Linked DNA regions of Zea mays: region 1 is linked to region 2. The links are chromatin contacts, called in public Hi-C maps. All regions are on one chromosome and are shown on one strand. Each heading gives the region's core, a stretch centred on a gene start, on an enhancer-like site or on the middle of the called end of the contact. The rest is flanking DNA. Distances are from core to core; before and after follow the strand shown.

Region 1 (6,845 bases), core at 3,321-5,820, 150 kb after region 2:
ATGTTGCCACCAAGAATAGACCCACTTTCTCTACCAAAGAATACGCTATTTTGACCACCTAATACAATTACTAACAACCACTCCAGTTTTAATTAATAATTTCTCTAATTTTGATAAAATCACCCTACACTCGTTTGATGAATTCGAGGATAAATATGATTGCTAGTCTTTACTATATTAAAGCACCAAATTCAACAGTTGAAATTCAACAATTGTGCCCTGTCAATATTTTTTTTAAAAAAAGCTACACTTCTTTAGAATCAGTCCGTATTTTTTATAATCTCTTCTCTATACTAATATAATAGAAGAGTTTTATGTAAAAATAAGGTAAAATTATATACAAGTGAGTGTTTGAAACTTGGTTGTTTGATCCATATTCAAATTCACCTAATCAATAGAAAATATATATTTTGGCTTTATTAAAATCAAATTTATCCTATGTTATATATAAAAATCGTAGCAATGCATATAAAAATCTGGCTTTATTAAAATCAAATTTATCTTATGTTATATATAAAAATCGTAGCAATGCATATAAAAATCATAGCAATGCACGGACATATACCTAGTAACTACTCTAGTTTTTAGTTCTAATTTTGTTTTAAAAAAACCACTCTACTCTTGTTTTGAAGAGTTCACGGGTGAAATCCCTCAACTCTCTCGCGAACAGTCGTCTATTTCAAGAGGCGAGGCACTTGTTTCGTGAAAGAGTGAAATGATGCCAACAATGCTCGGTCCACAGAATCCAAGTGGTATTTCTATTGTACTCGTAGAATTTGCTCAAAAGAATTAGTAGCATTTTTAGAGAGAGAGAGAGAGAGAGAGAGAGAGAGAGAGAGAGAGAAAAGTTTGAAAGCTGGCCCTGTGTCGTCCATGCACCACTTTTGGCTCCAGTTTGTTCTAATCTTCAGTCTACAAGAGGCCATTTTCAGTTTTCAGAAACAAGCCGCTAGCTTCAGCTCTAGCGTCAGTTACACCAAGATGAACGACAATTGCTAAGGTCGGGACAGATTATCTCCTGTGAAATAGAATACAGCAAAATTACCATTCTAAGCCAACAAAGCTTCAGAGTCCGCATGAACTTCCTTCATCAGTTCACTACTACAGGTGCCATAAGGCAGAAAGCAATACAAGTCCATCACAGTTTCAAGTCACATGCACTGCATGATAAAAATAAGTAAACAGATGGTACAAGCATCGTGCCATCGCAGATCTTATACTGGGACAAGAACACAGGCTCCTATCTCGTCTCATAAGTTAAACGCTTCATACCACATGATGGGAGTAGAGCCCATAAGGGAAAAGCTAGTAAGGGCGATATCGCCGGCTGTGCCCTTCGCCACCTCTGCCACTGTCTCTTCGGTCACTACCCCTCCGCGGTGGGGGCGGAGGCGGCATTCCACCAGGTTGTTGCCTGTCGACAGAAGAATATGCTGTCACAAACTGCAGATATGTGCTCAGGCAGACATTGAGCTTCAGGCAGAATATGCTGTCACAAACTGCAGGAATGGTCTTACAGGACATAGCCAAGGCGGCCATCAGGAAGCACCATCGGCACCATCCTCATTCCTGCCGGTGCTGGTCCTCTGCCATATATCATTGGCTGCCAAAAGTATTATGTTAATAAAGCAAAATAACACAATGCAGTATTGCATACATGTGATTGTCTGAATGGTTAGGTTGGATCACCTGGTTGTATGCAGGACCGCCGCCACCATAAGCACCATATGGATCTCCCATGTAGCCACCACCACCATAGGGAGGAAGGGGATAATTAGGGCCTCCTCCAGGCCTGTGTGAATGATCAGGTTTCTTATCTGCCAATGGTTTGGCCATGGACACTTCCAGTACTTGACCTGCATCAAGTAAGCCCAAAGGTTACATCTAATATGGATCTATTCATGACAAAGCAGTTCTAGCAACTAAAACTCCTTTTATACCAATAAATGTCACTCAAGATCTAAATAAAATAATCAATTGTACTGCAAGGCGAGAGAGAGATGCCCAAGTAATCAGTATCGGCACCAATAGAAACTGATGTGATTTTTATGTGATTCAACTACGGATAATTTCTGATAATTTTGTTCAAAAACAAATTCTGATTGTGCTGCTACTGTGGCTCTGAATTTCACAGGAAACTGGATGATAGCAGGTAGAGAAGTTTACCATCGATTTCATATTTTTCACTTCCTTTAACTGCCTTCAATGCACTTGATCTTTCTGCAAAGTGAACAAAGCCAAAGTCTCTCTTATGACCAGCCTTGGCAGGAGGCAGAACGATTTTTGTGACCTCTCCATGTTTGTCAAACAGGTCCTTTATCTTCTCTTTAGAAACATTTTCAGGTAGGTTCTTCACATATATAGTCTTCACCTGAGTAATTGTAGCAAATATTCAAATCCTCAGTCAACAGAGAAGGGCAATTTCTGCATACAAAAATTTAGAAGCAAAGATTGCTCTAAAGAAACAGGATACTCATCTAATGAGTATACAGCTAGCACATGTTGAAATAATGACAAGTCAATTAATGTATATTACCAAGTAAGTCTAACAATCAACAAAAGTATTTTGCATAGCCAATCCCCAAGAATCCACATTACACACACAGCAGTTCAAAGATAAGCTGACTAGTTCACCGAGGCAGAACATGCCATCATACCAATTTATAGCTATCAATCTAGGAGAAGATTAGGCATTAGAAACATGCCCACATAGCACTCAGTTCTTCATACAACACCATAAACTCAGGCCTGATTTAGAAAAGGCACTAAACCTTTTACCAAAATATCAAAGTGCAAAATGACTAATCAGCAAATACAACTATTAAGCCCCAAATATTTAATACTTCTTTTGTTTTTTTCATTTTTCAGTGGCCACATCCTGTTCCTAACAGATTATGACAGAAGAAAAAGGCAAACAGGGATTCATTTACATCAAATTGCCAATTCATCTAGGACGGTAGGAAACAGACTTGCACAAGCCTATCATTGCAAAACCAAAAGGCCTAAAAATTGAAATATAACAATACAATAGAATTTGAATTTGAATTTTTAGCCCAAATGTCTACCTGAGCAGCTGCAGATGAAGCATCTGTTGAACCCTTAGGTTCAGCCCAACTAACAGTCAACTGGCTCCCATCAACCTTGAAGTTTGGAGATGAAAGTTTCTGCCTGGCATAGTCTGCGCAGGCATGGTTGTAATACTCAACAAAGAGGAAGCCACGGTTACGGTTTGGGTCATGCTGATCCTGTGCAAACAGCATCTCAATATTAGTGAATCTGGAACTTGTGGTGTACAAACGAAAACAAGCACGAAACCACAAAGCACACCTTAAACATCTCAATGTTGATAACACCTGGACCCTTCCCCTTGATAGTGTTGGTAAGCTCCTCCTCGCTCAGCCCCTTGGGCACATTCCCAACAAACAGCCTGTGCTTTGCCTGCGACAGAGAGCACCGCAAAGTCCTCCCCTACAGCACCAAAAACCATCGGATATAAGCACATTGCGCAGAACACATGACAGAATGTGGAAACCCAGTGTTAGGTAGAACAATCAGCAGCTCAGAAGGTCGCCAAAATTAGTAGCTACCTTGAACTCCCTGTCTTGCACATCCTCGATGGCGCGCTGCGCAGCCTCCTTGTCCATGAAGGTGACAAAGGCGAACCCCTTGTTCTCCTTTGTGTCCTTATCCTTGGTCAACCTCACCTGCCATTCCATTGACCCCCACAGAGACCCACATTACAACCCTCATGCATGTAACAAGCTGATGGTAAGAGGAAACGGCAGGGTTCGTGTGTCGCGTGAAACTGACCTCATATATTTCTCCCAACGGCTCGCACAGCTCACGGAGGTCCTCCTCCGTGATGTCGCGGGGCAGGCCACCAATGAAGACCTCAGAGCCATGGGGCGGCAGGGCGAGCATGTCATCCCACTTGCTCCTCTCCTCCTCGTCCTCGGGCCCGCCACCGGCGACGTCGGGCCCCTTGCCCGTGTCATCCCCGCCTTTACTTCCGGCCGGCTCCGGCTCCATCCCGGCGTCGTCGTCGGCGTCGCCGTGGCGCTCGTCATTGTCGTCATCCTCCTCGGGCTCCTCCGAGTCGTCCCGGCTTCCGCGGCGACGGTACCCGGCGTCGTCGTCGTCCATGCCGTCGTCGTCCCCCTCCAGGTCCACCTGCTCCTCCGGCTCCTCCGACGGCTGCCGATCCGACATCGCCGACAGCAAACCCTAACCCTAGACCAGGCAAAGAGGTCAAAAAAATCATCACAAAAAAAATACACAGGGGAACTCGCGTCGGGCGGACGGAATCGCGCGGGCGCGCTGCGGATCTGGGAGAGGGGGTCGGGAAACCGGGGCTCGTGTTCGCTCGTTACCTTTGCGCCGGAAAAAACCTACGCGCGGCATGATTGATCGATTGAAACAGGAGCAAGCAGTAGTAGTATAGAGATTAGTAGCAGTGGAGCAATTCGATTCAGTCGCAGCAGCAGAAGGAATTGGAGGAGGGAGATCGAGGGGGGAGGCGGGGTGCTTACTGGAGTGTGGAGGTGGTGTGGGTTGGGGAATTTGGCTTTTGGGGGCCGCCTCCGCCAGCAGGTGAGAGACTCAGCAGGGCTGTCCGCCAGCCTCGCGGGGAGCCTTTATAGCGGCCGGTAGGGCGTCCCTGTCGGCACCGCTGCTCGTTGCTCCGTCTTCAGATCCAACGGTAGGGAAGGATGCAAGGGATGCCCTGCCGTACAGTAACATCAACTTTGTGTTTGATGCGCTACATAAACATGACAAGCAATTGTTTGTTGAACCTTTTGTCATCTGTTTTTGTTCCTCGAGATAGGAATATGATATGTATGATTGTGTTTTCGTGATTACGTATTCTGCTGTCTTGTGTTTTTAGTCTACCAAGCATACATTGAAAAACTATCAAACATCATTTAATTCATGTTTCTAATTGATCGTTTCTTCAAAATTTCATATCTGGGATTTATTTTATAATGACTATAACATCTATAATATAAGATAATATTAAGAGCATCTTTTAAAGCATCCAATTTTTAAGAATCTATAGTAGTTTCAAATATACCAATTTATGTCCTAATTTATAGAAACCGGATTTTCAATTTCTTAAAAACCAACTCCCTCGATAAAATCAGCTTTTGTTTCTTTAGTTACATCATGCCCTTATTGGTTTTATGGAACTTACATCTATTGACATCGCTTTTTAAAATAGAGGAATAGTATGCTAATAATTATGGATCAAAAACAATTAGAAACACGGTTTCAAACACCCTACACAACTTTTTTTTTCTTAAACTGGTTTCTGAAAACTCACGATAGAAAGTGTTTTTTAATAACATGCTTCCAAACAAGGCCTACACAATAGTTACAGTCTTTTTATTAAAGACAACAATAAGTTATTGCTGGTGTGTCAATGATTGATTTATGAGTCGATGATAATGGCAATTTTCATCGATGATCCTAGACATACATTTATATTTAGTCTAGGTTAGACAATAAGCTAATCAAGATTTAGTTAATAGTTTGATTAGTCACAGCACCGCTTGATTTAGATTTTAATAAAAAATATTTTTCCAATCAAAACAGCATAAACAATTTGGTAATCAAAATCTTTTGGCATCTTGCCGTATCTGGCCGTCAGAGTCAACTTGTGGCAGTGAAAAGTTAGTTTTTTCATCCGTTTTTTAAAACCTTAAGGGCTAGTTTGGAAACCTCATTTCTCACGGGATTTTCATTTTTTCAAGAAAAATTAGTTTTTCTTTGGGAAAACGTAGTTCCCAAACTAGCCCTAAAAACTGCTTAAATCAATGTGAATCCAGAATCTAACGAGTCGTCGCAATGATGGAAATCCACAGCTTCCTAAACCTAAACCATGGAGACCTCTTCCTCCTCATCTTCATCGCGCGTAAGTCCCGGCGATATCCAGATTCTCATAATAGCTAAATTATCCAGGAACCCAAATTCTCATAAAAGAGCTATCCCAAACAAGCCCTAAGTCAATAACGTTGACTTCCCATCAGCTCTTGCCTTAATTTTTATAGTTGCTATTACCCGAAACCACAATCATGGAAATGTTTGCTCGCTTATCAGAGCAGAGTTTTGTTCCCGAGTCAGTCTCTTGGTCAAGCTCAAGAGGTACGATGCTAACGTGTATATTTTAAATCTAGGACATCTATTTTGCATCTAATGGTAGGAGCTAATTTTACAAAGAATCACTCCTGGCCTGCGAGAGAGGTGAAGGTGATATTTATAAAATTGGTGTTGTCGTTAGAAACAAAATGACCCATGTTTAAATATACACATGAGTATTGTACCCCATTAAACACTAGATACGTTCACAACATTTAGAGTCCACCCTAGTATCTATGCATTCAAACCTTTTTTAGCAGAGAGTTTTGTAGAGCTGGTTATCTATTCCTTTAGAAAATCTATCTCCAGTAGCTTATCTATTGTTATATACATATGTAAACTTCAATAAACGAACAGATATCCATATTTAAACTTTAATATACGAACAATACAAATCTACAATACAAAATATTGTAAAATAGTGTTTTGCAGACGGTCTTATATCTAGATTAGATAGAGTTCTAGTGCGCGCCCCCCGCGGCGAGGGCCTGGGCTGTGTCGGAGAGGCCCCTTTGACCCCTTCGTGTTGTTGAGGTAAACTGCAGCATGACCGCGTGATGCATCTGCCGCAGCGTGGAGGAGCCATGTGAAGCTCAATTTTTCAGCTCCCTCGACGCAAAATATAGTTTTAGTCAGCGAGATCTTTGGTCGGGTATACCTGTTAAAAACCTCTTGCTACCGAGTGTAGTCCAAGGGCTCCTTAACTGAAT
Region 2 (6,028 bases), core at 540-3,039:
GCGGAGTAGAAGCAGGCGAGGCCGCCGCCGTCCGCGCTGGCGTCGAAGCAGCTGCCGAGCTGGTCCGCGGCGGGTGCCTGCCCGTTGAGGTGCAACGCCACCATCCGGTCCATCATGACCCAGTCCGTGATCCCGTTCCCGGCGCGGTGGAGGCCGTCGAGGGCCCCGGCGGCGGTGGCGTCGCCTGCAGAGACGGCGTGCGGCGTCGTCAGCGCCTCCGCCGCCGCCGGGCTCTCGAGCGGGGGCAGCTTCATGAACCCGTGCCCGCCCAGCACGGTCTCGATGGGCCGGATGTACCTGGACGCCGCCCGCGCAGCCGCCGGCGGCGGCAGCGGCAGCAGCTCGTGCTCCTGTTTGCAGGACCGCCTGCCCAGCATATGGTCCAGCGTGTCGTCGTTGGAGGAGTACTGCAGGCCGCAGCCGTGGCGTTGGTGCGCCGCCGTCTTGGCCTCGCCGTGCCCGTGTTCGGTTTTACTGCCGCGCTTGCTGCGGCATCTGCCTGACGACTCTTTGTGGTGGTGCTTCTTCTGGAACACCCTGCACACCACCCAGCCGTCCTCCTGCCCGCCGTCGGACGACGCGGCAGCAGCGGCTACCTGTCCAACACGACATCGCCAGCGGTGTTAATTGTATTTGTTGCTACCTTTTTAAGGCACATGAAGCTAGCACATGGCAAAGTTCAATAATTAGTACTGCCTCCGTCCCTCCTACTGCTCTCCTCATCGATCAATCAATCAAACAAGAGGGTTTTTCTTCATCTCACGTCTGGAGCTGGATCAAATCAAGGCGGGCAGCCGTACGTACTCGTATGATTGCACCACCGCCTCCGATCCATGGTTCCATCCACACACATATAATTGTTTATTAATGGTGGCGTACGTGAATTGTTGCAGAGATTAGTAACGACACAGACAATTATATTATCTACCACTACCAGGGGAACTGGGGATGGAAGATCTGATCTGATCGAGCCGGAGGATGCATGCATGCAGTGCAGGCATGCTTACCGTGGCGGCGACGGCGGCGGCGTCAGGGTCGTCCAGGCGATACTCGTGCATGATCCAGTCGGACTTGTGGCCGTGCGGCGCGCGGCCCCGGTAGAAGACGAGCGTCTTGCGCATGCCCATGCGCCTGACGGCGCTGTAGATGGCCTTGTCGCGGCCGGTGGCCTTCCAGAAGCCGGCGGCCGTAGCGCGGTTGGTGCGCGTCCCCGTCGGGTACTTCTTGTCCTTGTGGCTGAAGAAGTACCAGTCGTTCTGGGGACCCGACCCGATCTTGCATCTCTCTGCATGCACGCAGAATCGATAACTAACCCCGATGATCAGCGCCATGGACGTACGATGATCAGCTCACGTTCATGCTCGTGTGACATGACCATCAGGTCACCAGCTCCGATCCGATCCTATGATCACGAGCTGATGCTTTGCTCGGACCTCGGAGATGGAAGGTATATGGTGGTAAGTATACCGTACCTTGGATGTCCCATGGCTCGAGCTTGTTGAGGTCGACGTCGCGGATGACATCGAGGTCGATCTGCTGGGAGGCCACCTTCTTGCGGAGGTAGTAGTTGAGCAGCTCCTCCTCCGTGGGGTGGAACCGGAACCCCGGCGGCACGCACGACTGCCCGTTCACCGAGATGCTCATTGATGATACGATCTTCAATTCCTTCTTAGCTTGCTTGCTTTCTTCCTTTTTTCTAGTTAGCAGCTAGTGCCAGACCTCTAGCTAGTTAGCAGGATGATCGATCGAGGACGAGAGGAAGAAGATGGGAAGGCCAGAGGAGGAAGACGATGATGAGGAATGAGAAGGGAATTGCTGGTGGCAGACTGGCAGGGGAGGAAAGGCGCGCGCTTATATATAGTACGTCATGGTGGGGGTTGGGGGGGGGGGGGGGGTATTTTTTGCTACCCAATAGGCATTTTGGCAGCAGACGGATCGGGCTTGTCCATGGATCCATCTATGAATCATATTGCCATCATTTCATTTCCAGCGGTCGTCAGCCAGTGCATGCACTGCAGCAGCTAGCCCAGAGCTGCGAGCGGCAGGGTTGGTTTTGCCACCCACTCCTGACAGAGACAGAAAGAGGAAAGGTGGCTGCATGCATGCATCCTTGCTGGTACGAGCAGTGATAGCGGTAGAATTAAGAGAGAGAAAGGGAGAGGACATGCCAAGGTAGAGGTATCAACGGGTAATTCTTGGGACACCCCGTACCCATCTATATGAAGTTATATCCATCCCCATATATATACTCATCATGGATATAAGAATTGTCCATACCTATCCTCATTCGGGTATCAGGTCCCAATAAATCCACATCCTCAACAAGAAATACATGATCAAGTTATATTTTATATGACATTAACAACCATAATACAACCAACAATAATATATCACGAATAAATCTGACATTTAATAAGAAAAAACATTGTTTAGCCATTCAGAACAAGCAAAAACAAAGTTTAGATAGGTGCTTAAAGGGGTTATTGGAAGAGGCAGAGTTAGATGTTGGGCTTATTGACTTTTGGGTTGCACACCTAATTTTACTGATGAATTTTCCATTCCCATACTCACATACCCATCCATTGTGGGGAAGAATTTCACCCAAATCTTTATTAAAATCTTTCTATATATACCCTAACCCTAACCCTAATAAAATGAATTCTATATAGATTAACGGGTATCGGGTCCCATTGACACCTCTAAAACAAAAGGGTTTCGTTCTTTCCTACCTTCCTCCTCCACTCCCATGCATGTGCACTATATTGTCGACACGACATATATAGGTATGAATATATGTAGAGTGATTATATCGGTACATGAACATGCATGCATATACTATATGATTGGTTGTCCGCACCGTCTCGCTCGCCAGCTGGCCTCTTGACCTCACATTCCACTCAAAACTCGCATACGTACGCTCGCACCACGGAGGGCGGCAACAAGGGCGAGCATACGTGTGTGGATGCATTGCATTACTCCACTCGTGGGTTCAACTTGTGATGAACTTATATATAGCCTAAGCCAAGAAAAAATGGCAATGTATAGCATGATACGCAATACTGAGTCATCATATATAGTACCGTACCCATTGCCATGCATGCATCGTGTCGTACGTGTCGTCGCGTCATGTGCAGGGCCGTGCCTGAGGTAGGACGGGAGGGGCGGCCGACCTGGGCCCCCATCTTCCAGGGGCCCCACCGCACACAAAGTCCAATAAGAATATATGATAGAAACAGATATTATTTACTATACCAATATATTTTTGAGTTTGTTATGAGAATGGATTGCTATCACAATATATTTGTTGCTTATCGGATATTATTTACTATACCAATAACGGTGGCATCAGCTGAAAGGAGCTTCTCAAAGCTTAAGTTATTGAAGAATTATTTAAGGTCTGCAATGTCTCAAGAAAGGTTAGACGGGCTAGCAACTTTATGTATTGAGAAGAAATTATTAGATGATGTCAATATTGAAGCCATCATTGATGATTTTGCATCTAGAAATGTTAGAAAACATTTTTAAATTGATCTCTAAAATATATTTAAGGTAATAATCTTACTTATATTTTTTACTGCTCAAGTCTTTTTGTGGTACATCAAGTATAATTAGTTGATACTCCCTCCGTTTCTTTTTAGTTGTCACTGGATAGTTCAATTTTGTACTATCCAACGACAACTAAAACGAAACGGAGGGAGTATATATAATAGTAAAAAATAGTTTTTATGGTGTTGGGGCCTATGTTTATAATCTTGTCCCGGGCCCCTCAAAAGTCAGGAACGGCCCTGGTCATGTGTGTCCGAGAAAACATGAACAAGACTAGGTAGCGATCGAGACGGAGAGAGACACGGCCGGCCGGGCAGTACTCGTGTGTGTGTGTATATATATATATATATATATATATATATATATATATATATATATATATATATATATATATATATATATATATATATATATATATATATATATATATATGTCGGCGTTTCGAGACAGGGGGGTCCCAAAGCCGACGAGTGAGTGTGCTGCGTGCCCCAGCCCAGATAGGTCGAGCGCGTGGGCGAGCGCGAAGGGGGGAGAGGCGAGGTGGCCGGAGTCGAGCGTGAGAGAGGTGGAAGTCCCGCGGCCTTCGTGTTCGTCCCGCGCCCAGGTCGGGTGCGCTTGCAGTAGGGGGGTTACAAGCGTCCACGCGGGTGAGGGAAGCGAGCGGCCCCAAGAGAGCGCCTGTCCCGTCCTCGGTCCCGCGCGACCAACCTTCTCTAAGAAGGCCCTGGTCCTCCCTTTTATAGTCGTAAGGAGAGGATCCAGGTGTACAATGGGGGGTGTAGCAGAGTGCTACGTGTCTAGCGGAGAGATAGCTAGCGCCCTAGGTACATGCCAATGTGGCAGCCGGAGAGGTCTTGGCACCTTGCTGGCGTGATGTCGTGGCTGTCGGAGGTGCGACGGAGCCTGGCGGAGGGACAGCTGTTGGAGCGGTCGAGTCCTTGCTGACGTCGCCCTGCTTCCGTAAGAGAGCTGGGGGCCGCCGTCGTCACAGAGCTTGTGGAGCGCCATCATTGCCCATCTGGCGGAGCTGGCCGGATGGGACGCTGGTCTTGTTCTCCGTGACCCGAGTCGATTCGGGGTAGGATAATGATGGCGCCTCCTGTTGACGTGGCGGGTCTGTGCCCTAGGCGGGGTGACGTGGGGGCTCCTCCGAAGCCGAGGTTGAGTCTGTCTTCTGTTGCCGAGGCCGAGTCCGAGCCATGGGGTCGGGCGAGGCGGAGGTCGTTTGGCCGAGGCCAGGGCGGAGTCCGAGCCCTGGGGTCGGGCGAGGCGGAGTTTCGTCGTCTTCCGGGTCTTAGCCCGAGTCCGAGCCCTGGGGTCGGGCGGAGCGGAGTTCGCCGTCTTCCGGGTCTTAGCCCGAGTCCGAGCCCTGGGGTCGGGCGGAGCGGAGTTCGCCGTCTTCCGGGTCTTAGCCCGAGTCCGAGCCCTGGGGTCGAGCGGAGCGGAGTTCGCCGTCTTCCGGGTCTTAGCCCGAGTCCGAGCCCTGGGGTCGGGCGGAGCGGAGTTCGCCGTCTTCCGGGTCTTAGCCCGAGTCCGAGCCCTGGGGTCGGGCGGAGCAGAGTTCGCCGTCTTCCGGGTCTTAGCCCGAGTCCGAGCCCTGGGGTCGGGCGGAGCGGAGTTCGCCGTCTTCCGGGTCTTAGCCCGAGTCCGAGCCCTGGGGTCGGGCGGAGCGGAGTTCGCCGTGGCGCCTTTGGCAAGGCCTGACTGTCTGACTCACCCTTTGCGTTAAATGCTCCTGCAACTCAGTCAGTCGGTGTGGCGATTTAGTCAGGGTCGCTTCTGAGCGAAGCCAAGGCCTCGGGCGAGCCGATGATGTGTCCGCCGTAAAAAGGGGGGCCTCGGGCGAGACGGAAGTCTCTCGAGGTCGGCTGCCCTTGGCCGAGGCTAGGCTCGGGTGAAGCGTGATCGAGTCACTCGTGTGGACTGATCCCTGACTTAATCGTACCCATCAGGCCTTTGCAGCTTTATGCTGATGGGGGTTACCAGCTGAGAATTAGGCGTCTTGAGGGTACCCCTAATTATGGTCCCCGACAGTAGCCCCCGAGCCTCGAAGGGAGTGTTAGCACTCGCTTGGAGGCTTTCGTCGCACTTTTTTGCAAGGGGACCAGCCTTTCTCGGTTGCATTTTGTTCCGGTGGGTGCGCGTGAGCGCACCCACCGGGTGTAGCCCCCGAGGCCTCGGAGGAGTGGTTACACTCCTTCGAGGTCTTAATACCTTGCGTAATGCTTCGGCTGGTCTGGTCGTTCCCTCATGCGAACTGGCCGTAGCCCGGGTGCACGGTCGGGGCCCAAGCTCTCGGGCTGGTATGTTGACGCTGTCAACGGTTTGGCCGGAGCCGGTTTTTGCGAGAGCAGCCCCGAGCCTCTGCACAGGGCGAGAGGACGATCAGGGACAGACTCGACTTTTTACATACGCCCCTACGTCGCCTTTCCGCAAGGAGGAGGGGGGGAGTGCGCCATGTTACCCTCGATGGGCACCGAAC

Evidence for each region. Hi-C and Micro-C count contacts between places; a contact is called where the count stands out from the background.
Region 1: a Hi-C map of leaf shows a contact between it and region 2, with 6 times the contacts expected there. The contact joins the promoter of LOC100191663 here to the promoter of LOC100272652 in region 2. A contact is called at or near these places in 4 of 25 Hi-C or Micro-C datasets (ear, leaf and tassel).

What each region holds. Positions count from the first base shown.
Region 1 is chr4:40,224,444-40,231,288 of Zm-B73-REFERENCE-NAM-5.0, forward strand. LOC100191663 reads right to left here and starts at 4,571. Exons shown (of 10, transcript NM_001137092.1): 1 at 4,530-4,571; 2 at 4,371-4,388; 3 at 3,811-4,230; 4 at 3,588-3,704; 5 at 3,328-3,468; 6 at 3,066-3,245; 7 at 2,167-2,371; 8 at 1,690-1,856; 9 at 1,518-1,603; 10 at 1,085-1,414. The coding sequence starts at 4,209. The coding sequence ends at 1,306.
Region 2 is chr4:40,073,710-40,079,737 of Zm-B73-REFERENCE-NAM-5.0, forward strand. LOC100272652 reads right to left here and starts at 1,790. Exons shown (of 3, transcript NM_001147110.1): 1 at 1,473-1,790; 2 at 1,008-1,285; 3 at 1-596. The coding sequence starts at 1,644.